2 separate regions of the Mus musculus genome follow, and region 2 is linked to region 1. Evidence: chromatin contacts called from public promoter capture Hi-C data. All regions are on one chromosome and are shown on one strand. The core of a region is the stretch at or near the end of the contact, and the rest is flanking DNA. Distances in the headings are between cores, read along the strand shown.

Region 1 (6,911 bases), core at 66-2,565:
GCTTTTCCCTGGGGCAGCTTTTTTTTTTTTTTTTTTTGAGGGCAGTGGTGGAGGAGGGGATTTTATAAGCTATTTAGGATTTTCACTTGTCTACACTTGGCGGTCTAAATGCTGAGTTACTGGGGTCGATTCTCCATTCCTGTTCCAAGAACCTGGTGCCATCGTTTAACGCAGGAGTCCTACTTCTTCTGTGATCTCACACTGGGCTCCCATCTCCTACCCCTCTTCATGGTGCGTACTGGGGACAGCATCTAATGCTACCTCCCCTAAGATCTTTACCAATGAAAGATTTATTCTTAGTGAGGTGTAGTAGCGCACACCTATAATTCTAGCACTCTGGGGGATCACTCAAGAGTTCTGGGCTAGCTTGGGCTACAAAGTGTGGGCCTGTTTCAAATCAAAAAATAAAATAAAAACAATAATTAGGGCGTGGTGGTGCACACCAGTAATCCCAGCACTCCGGAGATAGAGGGTGGAGAACCATTACTCTCAAGATTACCCTCTGCCAGTCTCAGATAATTGAAATCCTGCTTCAAAAACAAAAACCACACAAAAGATTTATGTTCTTGCTCAAAATCTAACTGGTTTGTATTCTATGTGCTTGTGCTAATCATCCCCCAATTTTCCCATCCCCTAATTTCCCGGTACATGCCTTTTGTTGATAGATCGCACTCAAAATGGGGTCCACTGACATTCAGGTTCCTCGATCAGTTTTTCTCATTAACAGTCCCACTGAGCGCCGCGCCCCGCCCCGCCCCAAGTTATGCGCTTCTTATCTCTTTCTCCTCAGAAGGTAAGATTTTACAACTGTAAAGAGCCACCGAAACCTAGTTTCGGCGAGGAATTCGAGACGTGCCTTTCTGACTCAGCGGTCGTGGTGACCTGCTCCAGTAGGACCAGGACGCCCTTGCCACCTAGACCTGCGCTTCTCCTGGGAAAGTCTAGGTGGCTGGGCTCCGAGTCCTCTCTGGTCGGAACCTGGTCTGGAGGCTTTCGTTGCCCTCTCGGCGTGATATCAGGGCGGTGGCACTAGAGTAACCCCACCACGTGCGCCTTGGGATCCCAGAGTTCCAGGTGGCAAGGGGAGGCGGCCAGCGGGACCCACACGGCGGGCCACGCGCGTTAATCATTAGCCACGGCGGCCGCTGTCTACAGCGGGAGCCACAGCTCGCTCGCACCGCCGCGAAGGTTCCCCCGGGCCCCCCAGAGCCGCCAATTGCTGGATCGCAGCCGCGAGCGCAGTCTCCACCCACTGGAAACATTCCTGGTCCGCCCCTCCCTGGCTCCCTCCCTCTCCCTCTCTCTCTCCCTCCCTCCCTCCCGCCGCAGCCTGGACTCCGGCCGCAACTTCCTGCCCGGTGCTGGGGAACCGTGCGCATTTCGGGGGTCCCCCGGCGTCTGGTGCTCGCAGCGAGCAGAGGCTGGGACCGCGGGGCGGCCAGCCGTGGGCGGGAGCGGCCGGCGGCCTCTGCCGCTTCCGAGAGCGACTTTCAAACTCGAGCCCGCTTCGCGGCGCCACCTGGGCAGCCCCGCGCGCCTGGCGCGTCGCGAGCCGGCGGGGCGGCCACCGCTTGGTGAGTGTCCCTAGGTTTGCCTTTCTCTCTTTGCCCATGCTCGATTGGCTGAGTGGCAGCGCTCTGCGGAGACCCCAGGCTAGCCCTCTGTGGGATGAGGACCTGGCCCCGAGCTGCCTCGGACACACTCGGAGGAGGTTGGGTCGCGGGAAGGTCGTAAGGGGAGTCACTTTTTATCCCCACCCCGGAAACCAAAGCAGCATAGGCTTTGCAGAGTTTGAAATCCGGGCAGCTCTCGACATTCCCGCCACCCCTTCCTTGTGTGCCCTGACGCCCGTGGGCTAGTGCTTGCCTGAGACTGTGGGCTCTTCTAGAAGGACTCGCCTCTGGTCCCGCCAGCCCAGGAGTGCGCAGGCACTCAGTCTGTTCTGGGTTGGTGCCACACCGTGCTTCTGGGAATCTCAGCTGCATGTCCAGGAGGATTAGAGTGGGTGTCAGAAGCCAAGTGTCCAGGAGCTGCAAATCTAGAGCCCCTTGATGCTGCCCCTAACAGCCTCTCCTTCACTCCCTTCAACTGGTTTGGTTATTCACACCCTTCTCTCAGACCTTTGATTTGGGAAGCTTCAAGCTTCAGTCGTTCAAGATGCTCCTTTGGTGGTAACGATTTATTCTGCGGCTACTTTTGAAAACAAAGGGGGGAAAAAAAAACCGGAACAAGCCGCATGATGGTTGGAGGGTGGAGAAAGCGGCGCTGCGAGGTGGTGCTAAAAGTTGGGTGAGAGTATATCGTCTAGAGTCGCTAAACTCTTGGTAGATTAAGGGCTGTTAAGATTGTTAACCCTCCCAGCAACCGATCAGTACTAGAGCACCTTACAGAGAACCCTAGTCTTAGGGTTCCCAGTCTTCCAAACTGTGCTTGTTCAAGAGTGCATTCCAGTCACAATGAACCCTTCAGAAATAATTAGTGTGGAGTAAAATGACAGCCTGAGAGGGAGAGGCGATGTTCCCTGCTGTGCCTGGCCTTCCCCAGTCCCTCTGCTAAACTGGAATCTTGTGTTATAGATGCTCAGCATAAAACCTAGGGACTAAATACCAGAAAGCCAACTGTGGCGCTGCTGTTATTCCTTATGGTTCTGGGCTCACTGGATGGCTCACAGACCCCATCTCTCATGTAGACAGACTACTAAATGCCTGCTTGCCTCTGCTGGCCGCACTCTCTGGACTTTCCCGCTGGTGCTGGAAATCCGCTTTCACCCCTTCACTTAGTCTGGGCTGATAAGGGTGGTAGTCTGTTTTAGAGTGGCCTTGGGGCTTTTCTATTGACTTTTTATCAGAGGTGGCCCGACTAGGAGAGTGGGAAGACCACTGGGCTGAGAGTCCGACAGGATTTTTGCTAGAGGTTTAATGCTGGCTGTATTGCGTCACATCAGAGACTGATCGGGTCTGAGGCTTTTTTTCTTACATGATTGGCCTGAAGCCAGATCTCACCCTCTCCTCACTCACTTATCTTTTCTGACTCAGTTTCCATACAGAGCAGCCTTTTTTCTTTATAGGGGATGTGGTAACAATAAAGGGGAGAAGGGTGTATGAGAAGTAGTCCATAAACTCCTATCAAAAAAAAAAAATAGCTGTGTAGTGGCTACAAGGAGCCCTTACATGTTTGCTGGTTATACCCCATGTGTGACACAGGAGATGGTGGACACCAGGAGCCAATTGTGGCAGTTTACACTCTCTCTGGCTTGTAATATCATAGTCCCAGAGTAAATATTGACTTTACCAAACCCGCTGCTATCTCAGGGTCACCGTGTTTATGCTTAGAACAGGCCAAAGGCCACGGCCTGAGCGATGGCCAGACCCGGAGGGAAGGGAGGAAGGTGCTGGTCCCAGATGTAGGGCTTGCTATTCCCACCCCACTCACCACCCTGTACAGGTTCTGGTCCTGAGACTGGAGGGTGCCACAAGCCGTGACTTGCCCTGGAGGGTTAACTGTGAAGCTGCTCTCTGTTGTGTTGTGGGTGGGGAGGACCATGGTGATGGGAGGTGTTGTCTTTGCAGCTGCACTGAGGGCTGACTTCAGTCCAGCCATCCCGGGCTGTTCTCCGGCCCAGGCCACTGCTCTGTCCCGCCTCTCTGGCCAGCTGCATGTCCAGAGGCCTTTGTTAAAGTACAGAAGCCCTCCCTACTCATTACCCTCCTTCCCCAGGACAGGGCTTGGCATTACTACAGACTGAAGGAAAGCTCTTCTGGAGCCCCCAGGTCCGACAGACCCGGGAGGCTCATCCCGAGGCCTCCAGTACTGCCGGGTACATACCATCTCTGTTGTCCTCTTTCCCTCCTCCTTCCTACATCCATGCATCTTAGATCTATTTTATTTATTCATCCATTTTTATCTAGCAGCGTCTATGTATGAATACAGGGCACCAGGGAACACGGCAGTGACTGAAATATAGTTTTTTTTTTTTTTTTTAGCAATTGTTGACCTGGCAGAGTGGAATTCTACTGGGGGAAGTGGACGGAAAACAAGACAGGTCATTGAAAGCGAGTTTAAAGTTATCAGGAAGGCATGCCAGAGAAGGTCAATATGAATGGTTGAGGACGGGAGGAGGTGACAGCTGTCCCCTAAGGAAGGGACTTTGGTGTTGATCATGAGATATTTTCTTTGAGCTCTGGATCCCTTGAGACCCAGGTCAGCATTCTGATGTGATTTTAGGAGCAGGGTTTGGAGTTGCACAGCCCTAGGTTTAAATCTCGACTTGACAACTTCCTAGCCCTGCAGCCATTTGTTGACTCCTTCATGTCTATTTCTTACCTGGAAGAGTGGAGCTAGTCATCCGGGCCTACTGCATGTGGTGTGGCCTTGTGAGAGTGAACAAAGAGATAGAGCATCTACAGCGCTTACCAAGCCCCACAGAGCTGCGCGCCACAGTGAATTCTTTCTCCAGAGGCGGCAGGGGATAGATATGTCCTGCCAAGTGCTAGCCAGGACTCTGGGTGAGAGGCATTTTTGAAGTATTGGGAAGGAGCAGGGAATTCAAAAGGAGGGCCGCTAGAAGGCTTCTGTCTGTCTGGTAGTGAGTGAGCCTCTCCATGCTACCCTGGATTGTAGCTGGTTGAGGATTCAGGACTCCCAGATGTGTGCTGGCCACTGTCCCTCAGATAGACAGGGTGACCTAGGGCAGCCCTGGCCTGCCTGGCTTTGGAATTCCCCTGCTTCCAGTCAGTTGGTGAATCACACCTGTGTCTAGCCTCTTTGCTTGGCCTCACTGTTCTGAAGCTGTCCACCCCTCTTCACCTTCATCCTCCGAGTGAATTTGGTTTACTAGGTGGAGGACATATTGAGATTAAGGACTGAGGGAGCGAGGGGAGAGGGTACAAGGGGAGAGGGTACACAGTGAGCAAGCTGATCAGGGAGAGTCTGACAGAGGTTCCGAGGTATACTGCAAAGACTTTAAATAAAGGCTCATCCACCAGGGACCAGAATGAATTAAAAATGTGGAGGTGAACTTGTGGGGGTCCTTCTACCATGCGCCCCCCCCCCCCAGGATCAAACCATCAGGCTTGGTGGTTACGACTGAAGCCGTTTTGTTGGTGCAGAAATTAGTAGGGTCTTGTTGTGTTGTCTGGGCCGTCTTTTCTCTCCTGGGCTTTAAAAATCTCTACTCAAAATTGCAACTGGCTGGATTTTGGACAGTTAGAGGAACTCTTGAGAGCTCAGGGTCTGGCGCACCCAAGTCCAGACTGTCTCCGCCCAACCCGTGTGATGGGTCAGTCTCCTCCCGTCTCTGCTGGAACCACCAGCCTCCTCCTCCAGAGCAGTTTAATCTAAAATGCTGTTGTCAAAGTTTGTGGTCAGCGGTTTCCTGGGGGCCCTCCTGTGCAGGAAGTGAAAAATGTGCAGTGGAGGCCAGGCCTAGGGAAGTGGTCATCAGGCAAACCACTCCCACAAGGCCGCTACAGGCTCATACTTGCACCGGCAGGGCAGCCAGGCCCGCCCTGTGATGAAGGAACTTTTGGAGACTGTCAGTTGGTATATAGCCAGATAGAATCAAGCCTAAAACAAAACAAAACAAAACAAAACACCACAACAACAACAAAAAACAAAAAAACAGCCGGGCAGCATGCCTTTAATCCCAGCACTTGGAAGGCAGAGGCAGGCAGATTCCTGAGTTCGAGGCTAGCCTGGTCTACAGAGTGAGTTCCAGGACAGCCAGGGCGATACAGAGAAACCCTGTCTCGAAAAAACAACAACAAAAAAAACCAAACCAAAACAAAACAAAAAATCAGGCCTCAGAGGAAGTTAGGAAGAGGGCCCTGTTGTAGCCTTGAACTTGGTTGTGACATTGGTATTCAGAGGTCAGGAGGAAGAAAACAGGGCCCCTGATCAGCAAGAGGCTCACCTAAAGTTCTTAGCTGCTCTTCTGATGTCAGCCATCTGGGGACCGGGATGTCTTGTTAACTGGATCTGAGATATGTTGGCTTCTTTTCCATCCTTTGAAACAGGGTCTTACTGGACAAAGAGCTCTGCTTTTTTTCCCAGACCATTTTCACCTCACACTTGACACGATCTACTTGCCTTTGCCTCCCAAGTGCTGAGAATTGTGCCACCATGTTTGGCTCTGTTGGCTCTGTTTCGTTTAGAGGCTCTCTGAGGGCAGGCATGGGGCTTTGCTCATTCTTGTTCTCCTTCAGAACTGGAGATAGTACAAGGTGTGATCTACAGGGCGTGATGGACTGGTGCAGAGGCTCCACCGGGAGGAATCCCAGCTTGGCGGGCTCACCCACCCTGGGGCTGGGAAGAGTACACAGGTGGAGTCTACACTGGGTGGGCTCTTGCCGTCTGAGAAAACTAAAGGATACCAATATCTTGCTGGTGCGCTTGGCTGGCGTTTGGAGAGGATGCTTTTATTTAATGTCAAGGATTAGGAAGACTCCTATTCCATGTGCTGAACAGCCTCAAGAACTGAACATAGACTGAGCAAGGTTATAGAAGGTGCCAGGTACATGGAGTCCTTTTAGAGACATAGCGAGAGTCCTAGGAATTTCTCTAATTATTGCTAGAGTCTGAGTTGAGATGGGAGAGAGGAATGTAAGAATTTTTTTAAAAGTCATTTTCTTTTGTGTATTTGATGTGTGTGCGCGCACATATACATGTGTATGTGTGTGTTTTCAGAGAACAGCTTCCTTCTACCACGTAGGACCCAGGAGTTGAAGTCATCAGGTGTGGTGGCAAGTACCTTTACTCACAGATCAACTATCTGATAAAAATATATATATATATATATTTTTTTTTTACTCTTGAATCCAAGAGGATATCCTGTGGTATCTTTGTGGATGAACTGGCTCTAGGACCTGGTAAAAATTCACATTTTAAAATTGATTTTGTTGCTTTTATCCCAG
Region 2 (7,367 bases), core at 2,098-4,597, 3.6 Mb after region 1:
ATCAGCTAGAAGCTGATGAACAGGGCAGTGCATGCTCTGAGCCATGGCTTTGAGTCACACACACACACACACACACACACACACACACACACACACACACACGCACGCGTGTGCGCACGCGATGTAGAACTATAGGAGGTGAACTCATACCCACTCCTAAAGGCTGGATTGGTTTTGGTGCTGATAGGGCTGTTGACCCTGGTTGGCAAGCAAGCCATGAAGGGCTCCACACAGCAGGGGGCAGTACAACACACCTTCAAGGAAGGACTAGAGGGATCACCAAAGGACCTGACCAGAGATGTGCTTCAGCCATGTTTGAGTCCCGACTCCTAAGGCCTGAGCCAATCCAATGCAGGGATGAAGAACTCAAAGTCTGCTTTCTATCCCCTCCTTTCCTTGGAACCACTGTCCGAAGAGCCAAGGGAAGGCAGGATGGAGGAGCCACAACAGTTCCTCCTGCTCTGTCTCCTTCCCTAGGTGGGCTCCCGGGAAGTGGGGAGAGCTCACAACAAGGCTAGAATGAGCTCAGAAAGCCCATGGGTGTTGAGACCCATACAATGAGTTAGTAAACTTTCAAAACTTATGACTCCAAGGAAGACAGCAATCTCTGAGAGACTTTGGGAGCAAGGGCTGAGGCACCAGGTTTGGAAGCCAAAAAGCTTGGCTTCAAATCCCATCTGTTAGCTTTGAAACACTGGACAAGCCACAAAATGAGCCTAACCTTTGCTCTATAGACAAAGCTGTTGCTTGGAATGGTAGAAAGTCCATAGGCTTAGCAAGAGTCCCCGACCCAATGGGAACAGACTACCACTGACAGCATGGAGGGGGCTCTGGAATAAACATACAGAAGACCTTGGAAGTAGAAAGACATGTGCAGACTAGTGCTTCCAACTCAGGCCCAGAACCCCAAAGACTTGGGCCTATATCCCTCAGATTGCAGCTCTCCCAGAAGCCACCAGGCCACAAAGGCTGCATGAATCTGCAGTGGCAGTGGACATATCTGCTTTTTCCATGGAGACATCAAAAGGAAAGGGGACACTGAGGGTTTTCTGCAGGGCAACCTAAGCTTGGCTATCTAAGCACATGGCCAGGAGCTGAACTGGAGGACGGTCCCACAGGGACAGACATGGGGACAGTCATCCCCTTACTGAAGCCATGTCTACTCTGAAGGTTGTGAGGCTGGCCTCTTCAGTCAGAGCAGACTGAGGCTTCCCCTAGGCAGGGAGGAAAGAGTTAAGCCTGCTCAAGGCTGGGAAGGCGGGTTCAGCAGCTATAAACAGAGAGCCCTGGGAGGGAGGGAGGGAGGGAGGGAGGGAGGGAGGGAGGGAGCTGACACAGGATGTGGCCAGGGCTTGAGCTTGTCTGATTATTAACTTCACTTTTATTTGGAGGGGGATTCATTCTCTGTTTCACTTCCCATCAAGGAAGTGAAAGCCCAGGTCTCAGAGGGCCTGGTTTCAAATTGTTTTGTCACAGCTCATTTATTTTTTCCCCTTAAATAAATAAACAAAACCACCTCTTTGTTTCCCCCTTAATGAGCATTCCGCAGATCATCTGTGGCCGAGGCTTGAAAGGGGTTTTCAGGAGTCCTTCATGGGACAACTTTGGGTTTCATCTTTTAAAAGGAACAAGAAAGGATCTCTCCGTAGGCATAAACCTTCTCCAAGCTGTCCCAAGCTCTTCTTTCCTGCCTCTTCCTGGGACCCTCAGCCTACACCCCAAGTCTTGCCAAGCACTTAGCCCAGCGGTTCTCAGCCTTTCTAATGCTGAAACTCTCTAACACAGTTCCTCATGCTGTGGTGACCCACCCCCACACACCCCCAACCCATAAAATCACCTTCATTGCTACTTCATAACTGTAATTTTGCAACTGTTGTGAATCATAATGTAAATATCTGTGTCTTCCGAGGGTCCTTTGACAAACCCCCCGGGGGCGCGACCCACATGTTGAGAACCACCGGCTTAGGCCGGTCTTCAGTTGGTCCTGAGCCTGCCAGCCTGATTGTCTTCCCTTTGCCCATAGCCCAAGCCATACAGAATTGCACAGAGGGGGCTCTGAGGGCCCATCTTCTCAGTCTGGTTCACACCTATGGTTTTGGTTCCTACCGCACACACCCTGACAGTTCTACTCAGAATAACTTTCAGTAAACACACAAAAGGATTCCATTACAGGGCTTAAGGAAACACCATTATACATACTCCTGTGCTGAAGGTTCAAAACACCTGTGAATAACTCCTAGGCCCCAATCCAGATTAAAACCTATTCAGTCGCTTGGTAGTCCTCTTGCAAGGACCCGTTCCTGCATGACCTACGTACCCAGTAAGACGACCAATTTCATGATGGGCCTGACACTCATGGGTCCTCAGGATTCAGAAGGGAAGGGTGCAGCCACAAAGACTGAGAGTTGCAGAAGCCCAGTGATGACAGCATGTAGGTGGGCTAGCCAGGAAGAGGCACCTTCACTGGAAACAAAGGGGGAAATCAAGAAAGCTTCTTAGTGGGGGCTGACAGAGGAAAAGAATATTCTAGAACCTGAAAACTACAAATGCTAGAACAACCCCGATGTGTAAACTAGGCAAAGAGGAGGAGCCGTGGGGTCTTCTGTCCCTCGGATGACATCAGAATGATTGAGAAACTGGAAATGAGCTGATCACATATAGCACTGGAGCAGCTAGTCCTTGACCCTGGGTTGGTACGGCCCGAGGGCATCTACTGGAATACCACCTTGTCTCGGACCCTGCCACTGGGCTGCCAGGCAACAACAGCCTGGTGATCACTCTGACCTACTTCAACCACCCATGACTTTTAAGCTCTTTGAATATAGGGCAAAAAGAACTAGGAGGCGACTGGGACAAATCCAATCACTGACCGAAGCGCTGGCCCTGCCTACTAATGGCTAACTGATGGCATTTCCAAACACCCCAGGGAACGTGCCAGGGCCTCGAGTTTTCTTCCCGTTCTTAGAAATTCCTCCCCACGCCCATGGCATTACGGTTTCCAAATCCCAGGCCCGCCGCGGGGCTCGGTGGCCGGACCCCTGGCCGCGCCCGGAGCGGCCAGGAGCTGGTTAAGGGCGCCAAGATGGCCGGCTTGTTTTGCTCGCCGAGGCATCACGCGGAGGCTGCCCTTTGCCTCCGGGGCCGCGGTCAAGGTTCCGCCGCCCTCTCTGGCAGGCTGCCCCGGCCGGCCCGAGCGAGCCTCCTCCCCTGCGCCCTGGAGCCTCGCGAACCTTCGAGACCGGGGCGCGGCAGAGCGACAGCGCGGCCAGCCCGGAGCTTCGGGGCCGCTGCTGGCCCTTCGGCATCTCGGAGCGTCTGTCGCCCGGGCGAGCAGACTGCGGCCGCCCCGCCGGTCTTCCCCAGCCGGCCTTTCACGCCGCTCAAGCAGCCGAGGTCGTTCGATGGGCGTGGCAACACTGCCCTCCACTGGCCAGTGTGCCGAATGGCACACGCGGGGCCATCCTAACTGCCCTGGACCACCGGGCACTGAGACCCTTTCTACAGGGTTCTCAAAAGCGTACACCACACTTCCCTAGGCGTCTTCCCATCTGTTGGTCGGACTCCAACTCAGAGTTTGTATTTTATGGCATTCCAGGGTGAATGTTGCTGCTGTTGGCCGCTGGTCCTGAATCTACCAGCTCAGCCCACTTACTTAGGCCAGGGTTCTATCATCCACTCCAGTATACAGTATGCAGACAGAGCACAGAGGACCCTGATGGAGCTCTCAACCATATGGCACTTAGCGGGATAATTTCACAAATCTAAGATGACACTTGAGAAAGTTTTAAATCTTAAGTGTACGGCTGTTTGCCTATATGTATTTCTATGTACCGTGTGCCTGCAGTGCACTTTGAGGCCAGAAGAGGACTTTTTAAATCCCCTGAACTGGAATTACAGATGGCTGTAAGCTTGTAAGGTTGTAAGCACGTGAGTGCTGGGAATTGAACCTGGGTTTTCTGGAAGAGTAGCCAATGACCTTTACTGCTTATCCGTCTCTCCAGCCCCTTGAAAAAGTTTTAATTCACTTATAAAATATATATGCATATATGTATATGTGTGTATATATTTTATATAGTTATTTAAATCAGGGCAGTTTTCAAGACTGGATTCCCTCCTTCTAACATGTGGATTCTGTAGATTCTAACCAAACTCAGATCATCAGGCCTGTGAATCACCTTCACCAAACTGAACCATCTCACCAGGCCCAGTTTGGAAAAGTTTCCATGTTCTTATAGAGGAAAATATTAAGGCACTGAAAGAAGACATAAATAGGGAACTACAAACAGTCCCCAGTTTATCATAATTTCACCTGTAAGGTGAAACATAAATAATATACATTCAGTAGAAACCACAGTTGAATTTTTAATTCTGGGTTTTCCCCCGGACTAGCAATAAACACAGTATTCTTCTGCGGGAAGTTCCTACAGTCGTGAGTGGGAAGCAGACAGTGGTCTATAGTGTACTGCATGGCACAGTGGTGACGTCTGGTACGTTACGGAAGCAGGTGTACTCTCCACGCTACCTGGCCTTTTCAGTTCATTGAAGGGATTGTTGGGACAGGGCTTCACTGCGAATCAAGGAGCATGTGTGATTTATACTGGGCTGTGTGGAAGCTGTCACAAAAGGCCTTTCTGTGGAAATTCTAAAGAGGGGTCTAGAAGAAGGGAGCAGGAAGGTCCTGGAGAGAACCCAAGAAAGCGCTGGGTGTGGTGAGCAGAGGGGACCAGAGCATTGCCACCCATCCAAAGGCTGAAGGACAAAGCTATGGGAACAGAAGAGAGACCAATGGGCAAGGTCCAGACATCTGGTACCCAGGACCTCCCTCTTAAGAAGAGACCCTGGGACCCAAGATCTTAGCCACACCCAGAATGCTACCTCACCTTTAGGAACCCTAGCCAGGTACTCCTGGGCTTCTCACTGACTGAGTCCGATTTGTTTCAGCCCTTCCTTGAAGCCTGAGGGAGAATCATATTTGATATAACCAGATGCGTTGGGCAGTTGTAAGAAGACAGCGTGCCATCTTCCCACCCATGCAGTTCATGTTTTGTCTGGGGCCAATTTCTTCTGTGAACATTGTTAAGGGCCTGTTGTATGCTTGGGGCTGATGTCACAATTCCAACATGTGAGGAGGACCTCAAAGGATGCGTGCAAGCTCATGCTAGCTTTGCCCTGCCGCTCCAAGCACTTTGGAGAGCAGATAGGGGGACACGCTATCTTTCCCTGAGTCTCGGTTCTCACCCCTCCTATTTATTCCCCTCCCTAATGACTCTAGGGTTGGCCGGGTTAGCACACAGCAACCACAAATGTTGTTGTCAGGATGCTTGTTGCCTGTAGGGTGCCCATGCCAAGCTGAAGATGAGGATGGGACAGACAGCCTCTGCCTGTCTACTGCTCAGGCTTCTGTGGAGAACATTCTCTATTGGTCCCTGCACCCTGCATAACCCTTTCTTCATCAGAAGAATGGGGGAATCAGGATAACTAAGCTCAGCCTCCCAGCACTCAGTCTGGGATAAAGAAGACAGGAAAGTTTATCTAGGGCCCCCATACCACTCCAGTGTTATGTCTTGGGGGGCGGGGGGGGGGGAGTCCATGGATTCCAGGCCCATTGAGCCAGGGAGAGGAACACATAAGAACAACAACAACAACAAAGAAACAAAGTAAGTCACTTTCCAATTCAAAACCAGTTCTGGGTTATCTCCAGCAGCAAGTAACTTAATCTCTCTGAGCCTCAGTTGCCTCATCTGGGAAATGGGGAGAGCACAGCATTCTGCCTCGTCGGAAGATTCTGAAGATTAATAATGATCACTTCTCGGGTGCTGACTCGGTGCCAGGCACTAAGGGCTTCTCATGAGGTCATGTGTGGAAGTACTGGCCTCTGGCAAGCCGGGAGTCAAGCCCCATCATGGGAGCCACGAGTGCAATTTCACAACCGCCCTGGTGCTCAGCACATGTGGTTAACATTTAATAGGTGGAAGTTTAGCAAGCCCTAGGCATATAGTAAGCACTCAATAAATGGCCTTCATTATGAGCCAGAGAATGGGGATCTGTGTGCGGAAGTCCCATGACAAAGAGTATGGAGAGGTAGGCGGCCGGAGATGTCAGCTCACCCTATTTCTTTCTCCCCAGGAAGGCCAGCCCCATGTGTGCTAGGCCGCTCCCAGGCTGGGACGGCAGCTCTTACTCACCCTACCCAGGGAGAAGGTTAATTAGCCTCTCAGCCTGCAGGAGCACCCCAGATGAAAGGTGCTGAATATGAGTATAAGGTGTGACCCCCATATTTATAACTGAGGCTCCCTTAGGTGAGGAAGGGTGGGGGCGGAGAGGCAGGCAAATGAGGGCCTTGCCTTGTTTATGACAGAGGTTCTCAGGAAAGGGAGCTGGCTGCGGTGGTGGCTGAGTCTGAGAAAAGTTTCCAGGGGTGGGGTGGGGCTGCTGAGAGCCTGAGCGTGGAAGGGGTTGGGGGTCTGAAAGGGTCCGGAGGCTGCAAAGCTGAACGCTGTTCCAGCAACTCCTCCTGCAACTGCATCCTGCAAACTGCAAGGCCAGGACACAGGCTTGGATGGTGTGGGTCAGAATAGGAAGAGGACTCTGAATTGGGGCAGACAGGTCTAAATCCAAACTTTATTATGGCATTCGAGAGCCTAGAGTCTGATGGCATTCACCTAGAGTCTGATGGCGTTCTATAGCCTAGGGTCTGGCGTCCCTCACTGACTGGCAGTACCTAGTGGGCAGGTGCTGGCACTCACTATGCACGTATGGAGCTCCTGTGCCTCCCCTAGGCGTTAACCGAGCGCCTAGCCCATGCCAGGCATGGAGTCTTGGAAATATAGCGCAACAGGAGTGTTCGCTTGACTGCATGACAGACTCCAGGCACAAGACCAAGAGATAAGGGGCCCAGTGCCTGACCGTCTCCTCTCACCAAAGAGCACGCTGTGATAGAGACAACGGTCACATGTCACATGCAGTGGTCACAAGCACTACAGTCCTCCACACGATACCCCGGACAGAGAAAAGATCAGCCACGGAGAGAGGTGACACTGATGTGGGCAGACTCAGAGATGGTGTTGAAGGGCCAGCTCTGCGGCCTAGGAATCCTGATTCCCATCTGGCAAAGCAGATGCTGCCCTGTCTCTGACTAAGGGATGCACCCATCAGAAGAACTATCCCTGTCCCCTTGGGTCCTGTTGGAACTCCTGTCATCTGGTCCAATGAGGCCAAGAGCTGAATAACCACCAGGCTAAGGACAGTTGCCATGCCTGCTGTCTGAGCTCAGCTGGCTTTTCCTGGAGACTTTCCAAGCACTTGGAGAATAAGTGGCAGCCTTTTGAAAACACTGAACAACTCCATGGTTCTCATATATTACTAAC

The links. Promoter capture Hi-C pulls out the DNA fragments that hold promoters and counts their contacts.
Region 2: a promoter capture Hi-C map of liver shows a contact between it and region 1, with 20 times the contacts expected there. The contact joins the promoter of 2310015A10Rik here to the promoter of Plekhg3 in region 1. A contact is called at or near these places in 2 of 39 promoter capture datasets (liver and pre-B cells).

The regions. Positions count from the first base shown.
Region 1 is chr12:76,532,245-76,539,155 of GRCm38.p6, forward strand. It overlaps Plekhg3 (pleckstrin homology domain containing, family G (with RhoGef domain) member 3), which reads left to right and starts at 1,316. Exons shown (of 19, transcript NM_153804.4): 1 at 1,316-1,574. It overlaps Mir5135 (microRNA 5135), which reads right to left and starts at 968; the gene lies at 890-968.
Region 2 is chr12:80,129,497-80,136,863 of GRCm38.p6, forward strand. 2310015A10Rik (RIKEN cDNA 2310015A10 gene) reads right to left here and starts at 3,348. Exons shown (of 3, transcript NR_033514.1): 1 at 3,231-3,348; 2 at 2,318-2,463.